Regions from separate parts of the Mus musculus genome. Here region 2 is linked to region 1. A link is a contact called in public promoter capture Hi-C data. All regions are on one chromosome and are shown on one strand. Each heading gives the region's core, a stretch centred on a gene start, on an enhancer-like site or on the middle of the called end of the contact. The rest is flanking DNA. Distances are from core to core; before and after follow the strand shown. Region 1 holds the start of Stam2 (signal transducing adaptor molecule (SH3 domain and ITAM motif) 2). Region 2 holds the start of Fmnl2 (formin-like 2).

What was found. Capture Hi-C pulls out chosen DNA fragments and counts their contacts.
Region 2: a contact with region 1 is called in a promoter capture Hi-C map of adipose tissue. The contact joins the promoter of Fmnl2 here to the promoter of Stam2 in region 1. A contact is called at or near these places in 6 of 39 promoter capture datasets (the 3T3-L1 cell line, 3T3-L1-derived adipocytes, embryonic stem cells and 3 more), 12 of 484 Hi-C or Micro-C datasets (8-cell embryo, B cells, embryonic fibroblasts and 4 more), 5 of 115 datasets of contacts at active chromatin or transcription factors (astrocytes, epiblast stem cells, extraembryonic endoderm stem cells and 2 more) and 2 of 9 other capture datasets (adipose tissue and pancreatic islet).

What each region holds. Positions count from the first base shown.
Region 1 is chr2:52,740,823-52,743,522 of GRCm38.p6, reverse strand. Stam2 (signal transducing adaptor molecule (SH3 domain and ITAM motif) 2) reads left to right here and starts at 1,374. Exons shown (of 14, transcript NM_019667.2): 1 at 1,374-1,462. The coding sequence starts at 1,423.
Region 2 is chr2:52,856,399-52,859,208 of GRCm38.p6, reverse strand. It overlaps Fmnl2 (formin-like 2), which reads right to left and starts at 1,341. Exons shown (of 27, transcript NM_172409.2): 1 at 950-1,341. The coding sequence starts at 1,066.

The DNA.
Region 1 (2,700 bases), core at 125-2,624:
TTGGGCTAGAAGGGCTTTTACAGCCAAGTGATTTCGTCGGCTCAAGGTGCCAGCTTTAGATGTGTGCTTTTCCATTCAAAAGCCATGGCCACATTCTAAAAGTACTTACCGTGCACTTTCTTACCAGATACTGTTTTTTAGATCCTGCGTTCACACTGTGAACAAAACTCATGGAATTTATAGTCTAATGAATAAGGATACTACAATTATCTGTACTATAGAGAGTGATAAATGATATGAACAGATACGAAGCAGGGTGAAGACGTACAGGGCAACGTATTGCAGGAAGAGTGTTTGCACACTTATACTTATTTAAATGCCTGGCTGGATCTGGTGGGAACCCGGATTTATGACTCTTATACATAACTAAGTCATTATAAATGTTTTTGCACTATAATGCTTGAGTGCACTTCACTCATCTTTGAACATGACTCAGCGATCCGCCTACCTCTGCCTACCACGTGCTGGGATTAATGGCGTGGGCCACAACGCCAGGCATTAGATTTTTAATTTTACGTGTCTGCATGTGGGTATAGGACGGTGAGTGTAGATGCCTACGGAAGCCAGAAGAGGGTGTCGGGTTCCCAGGAACTAGGCATTACAGACTGCTGTAACCCCTGCCTCCGCGAAGGTACGAAAACCTCAGCAGCAAGCGCTCTTAATTGCTGAGCCACCTCTCCAGTCCCTTCACTCGTCTTTATATTCCATGGTCCAAGCTCTGTTTTCATGCAGGAGAAATGAGAAGCAAAGAGTCTCTCCACAGCCGCTTTCCAGGGTGACTATTTCGGCTTGGTTAACCGCGGGATCCCATGAGCATCTACAACCCAGGCGGCAATTCTCAGCGCCTCTCATAAGGCGACAGCTGTTTCCATAGCAACCAGACGCGATGCGGGCGCGGGGTCCGAGTAGCAAGACCTGACCTGGTACCCAGGAAGTACTCGGGTTCGAGAAGAGCTGCTGTCACAACCTGGGGCGAAGGAAACGACATTCCCGAGCCACGCACCCCGCCTCGCCACTCAGGATCTGCAAGCTCGGCGGCCTCTGGCATCTCCAGCTACCACAACTTCCGGCCCTGAAGCCCCTCCCCTGGGCCCCGTGGCTCTCTCGGGTCCTCACTGCGGAAAGGTGACTGTGGCGGCTGCCGTGTCTGATCAGGCGTCGGATCGGGGGCTGCCACGTCTTTGGGACAGCAGAGAGGCCACTACAGGGTGTTAGAGCTCAGCCAAGCGTCGTGCGGCCCCACCGGTGGGGCTGGAGCCGCGGCGGCCGGGCGCCGGACAGGCAGGCGCGCGCAGGGCAGGCACGGCGGCGGAAGTGAAGGCACCGCTGGGCCAAGCCGTCTAGGAAGCCGCGGCGGGTCGCCCAGCTGGGGCAGTCGGAGTCCCGCCAGAGCGTCGGGATTCAGCTCGGGTTGCCGGCGTGATGCCTCTGTTCACTGCCAACCCGTTCGAGCAAGATGTGGGTGAGTGCGGTGCCCGGCGCGCTGTGTGCAAGGCGAAAGTGGGCGGCGGCCTGGGTGCCTGGAAACCCCGGCGGAGAGCGAAGGGGCGGCGCCGCTCTCGACGGCGGGGGGCAGCCTCGGTGCGTCTCTGGCTCGCCCGACTCCTGCCTGTCCGAGATTGGGATACCGAGAAGGGTTGTTCCAGTCACCCAGAGCAGGAGTGGGGGAAAAGCCTTGTTCGTACGAGGCTTAAGTTGCTGATACAAACTTCCTGCTTTCTCCCGAGCTCGTTAACACCCGTCCCTTTGGGAAAAAAAAAGTGCAGTACTGGACACCCTTTTTGCTGCCGAGGGCAGTCTTGAACTAGAGACCTAAGACTTACCAGGTTTAATTCGCATCGCTCCCGTAAGCACACATCTAAGCCCTGGTGGTTGCAGTTTTCGTATTTATTGACTGTTTTGAAGGTGCTGCGAGAGCCAGGCGCGGAGGATGAGAAGGAAAACTCCCAGAATCTTTAAATAGCCCAGAACAACCGATATTTGTTGGAGTCAAAACTTTACTCTGGTAGCGCATGACTTTCAAAATGAGAAAAAAGATGGATGGGTACAACTTAAGCATAATATTAACAGTAAAAGCACAGGCTAGCATTATTTTTGTAGCAGTAGTTAACACGCTCCTAGCGAGCTTTTCGGATTTAGAAATTTCCAGTCAAACAAAAATGCTACACATTTTACTACCAGTTTGTTCAGTTAAAATTTTTGTTCATTTAAGAAAAGACTAGAAAGTGCTTCATCTTGTTATAATTCTCAAAATCACGTTCAAATCATGTGAGTGACTAATTATATAGGAAGCATGTGAGGCTTAGTCACTGTTTAAGGAATAATTAATTGTTCTTTTGTAACAATACCTATGTGACACATTACACTTTTTAATTGTTATTGAATTAATTGAGTTTTGAGACAGAGTGGAGTCTTTATATAGTCTAGGCTGGCTTCAGTTTCTTAAAACCTCAGTCTTAATATTGAGAACTGCGGGATGCCAAGTCTGGGTGGGCCTCCACCCTCTTTGAGACCCGTGCTTCTTAGTGTGACTCTAAACGCTTTGATTTTGCTCTAATGAAATATGTGTGGAAAAAGCCAAGTAGAAGAGGTTATTTTATTTTTTTTTTCTTTATTAGTTTGTTATTTGTGTGCGTGGGTGTTTTGCCTACATGTTATATTTGTCACTTGTGTGCTGTGCCCGAGGAGGCCAGAAGACAG
Region 2 (2,810 bases), core at 92-2,591, 120 kb before region 1:
CAGGAACCAACTGCACTTGGGACGCTCTCTGGGGCAAGGGAAAAGGCGTCACACCCTTTTGAGCTCACAGCAAGGCAGACTCCGGGTGGGAAGAGCCCAGAAACTTAGTCCCAAAAGGAAACGGAGAGAGAGGATTCCAGTCTTTGATTGAGAAGCTGGAACGGGAAGGCTGAGTGATGCGGAATGCGGGAGGGAGCCATGGACTCGACTGAAGGAACTGGGGTCGTCCGTGAAGTCAGGACGGCTCTTAACACGTCCCAGCCAAACTGCACATTTTTGTGGTTTAAGATTTAAGACCAAAGGGAACACACTGAGGTTCTCCCCTGCCCGGGGCGCTTCTCCCCCACCCCCCGCCTTCCCCACCCGCGTCTGGGTTTCAGATGCCTCCCCCTCGCGGAGGGACCACGGCGCCACTCAGCTGCCGGCCTCCTCTTTCTCTTTCTGGGGAGCTGTCCATCTGCCCAGCCGCGAGGTCCACCCTCCAAGTTCGGCCGACCGAGTGCGGGCGCGGCGCCTGCGGCCAGCCACCTGCGCGCGTCTGCAGCAGACCCCGCAAGGCCCAGAGCTGCGCGTCCGGGGGATGCTACGCAGAGGGTCGGGGTCTGCCGGTTGCTTTTCATTCTTTAAACAAAAAGCTTTAGCGGCCCGTCCCTCACTCCTCCCCGGCCAGCCACCTTCCCTTCACACCCACTCTGCACCTCCCGGCACACGCGCTGCGAGGTGCTGCTCCCGCCAGACAATGGGTTCGTGGCCGCCGGGGTAGCCCGGCCCGAGCTCCTCTCCCCATCCGAGGACCCCTGGAGAGCGCAAGGACGGAGGCTGAGAGAAGCGAGGCTGGGAGCCCACAATGGGGAAGGTGTGAGCCTCGCCCTTGGGACCGGAGGAGCCGGGTCATCTGCGCCGCCTGCCCCACGGGGGCCCCGCGCCCGGCCGCAGCGGACTCACTCACCAGCACGATGGCAAAGCGCTCCTCCAGTTCACCTGGCTCGGGCATCGGCAGCTTCAATGGCACGTTGTGCGCCTTGAAATCGGTCTGCTGCGAGTCCATGCTCCCCGCGTTGCCCATGTCGGCTGCGTGCCGGAGCCCCGGCTGGCTCCGGGCCCCTTGCGTCCGCGTCCAAAATGCCCACAGCCCCGGGCGCTTGGCTCCCGCCCTCCGCCGCGTCCCGGTTAGTGCTCAGCGCACGCCGCTTCCTAGCAGAGCTCCGAACCCAGCCGGTCCCCGGCCGTCCTCATGCTCCCCGCCGCCCCGGCGCCGCCCCGGCCTCTCTGCCTCGCGAGGGGTCTGCAGGGCGCTGGGCGCCGATCCGCATGGTGCTCCCGCCGCCCCCGCCGGCACCCGCGGCCGCTTGCGCGCTCCTGCTCGTCCGCCTCTCGCCCCGGCCGCAGCGGCGCTGACACCTCAGCCCCGGCCCCACAGCGAGCGGACGTTCGCGCACGGCTGGCCGACACAATGCCCCCTCTCGGCCCCCGCCCCCGGCCCGGCTCCGCCCACCCGCCCCGCGGACTGCCGGGACGCGTAGTTTCGGCCCAAACCGGCCACGCGCAGAAACCGCGCGCGCTCCTGGAGGGCCGCGCTGTAGTTGGGGTGCTTGCAGCAAAAACAAGCTGGACGCCGTGAAAGGTGGCTTTAGTCACTTTTATCTCGACCTCCCTCACTCCGACAGTTTGAAGACCTGCCTCGCCTACGTAAAATCTGACACTTCAGCACGTTTGAAGAATGAGTGAATGACTCCAGTCAATCATGAAACGCGTGATTTAAGTTTCAGAAGAGTATAACCCTGTGAGAGAATCTAGTTGAATAGGAGACCCCCACCCCGGGTATTGGCAATGCCCAACTTCACGAACTACAGGTGGAGACGTGGTACGGGTTCTTCGGCATCTATGTTGCATGGTCTTTGATCTAACTGGATGTTTTATAAGCAAATGTGGGGTTTATAGTATGTGTGAGTTTTTACAAGAATTCAATCCACAATAGACAATTCAAAGAAAATAACTGTCAAAGACCTATGACGGGAGTTACGATTTCATAGGCTGAGACACTCAGCCCTGCAATGCTTTCAAATCTAGTAAGGAAGACAGTTTACACAAATAACTATTTTGCATGAGGGTGGTCGTTGACTGCACCCATCCTGCTTCCAAAGCAGATTTGCCCCAAGTGTTTCACAGAGAATATTAGGCTCAACTCTGTCCCTCTGAACTTAACTAGATGTTATGAGGGCTTGGAAATGCACTGTTATACGTGACTTTAGCCAGCTGCCCTTGCTGTAGATTTCAAGCCCATGTAGAACTTTTGATTAAAGCTACTCATACCATGAGTTCTGCCTGGCACCAGAATTTCCCTGAGCTGAGAGATGGAGCCCAAGAAGCTGTGGTACTCTTTGCAGCTTAGGCTATCGTCTTATTTTGTTTTGTTTATTTTATTTCAGAGGCATTAATTAGTGTTCTTCCTGCATGTGTATCTATATGAGGGCATCAGGATTCCCTAGAACTCGAGCTACAGACAGACGTGATCTGCCTGGGGGTTGGGAATTGAACCCAGGTCCTTTAGAAGAGCAGCCAGTACTCATCTCTCCAACCCTGGGCTATCTTCTTAAGAAAGCAAGTAAATTGCATCCTACCCGGATATATCAAGAGCCCCAACTTTTCCTTAGTAGCTATGAATGCCTGGTCTCATGGCCCTTGCTTAACTTTTCGTGCCCTAATTTCATCATCTAAGAAAGTCATAATGGCATTGACGCCTTTCTTACAGGGTTGGATGAGATTTCAATAGATCTGTACTGTTCAGATAAAGAACTTGGAGTAACAGT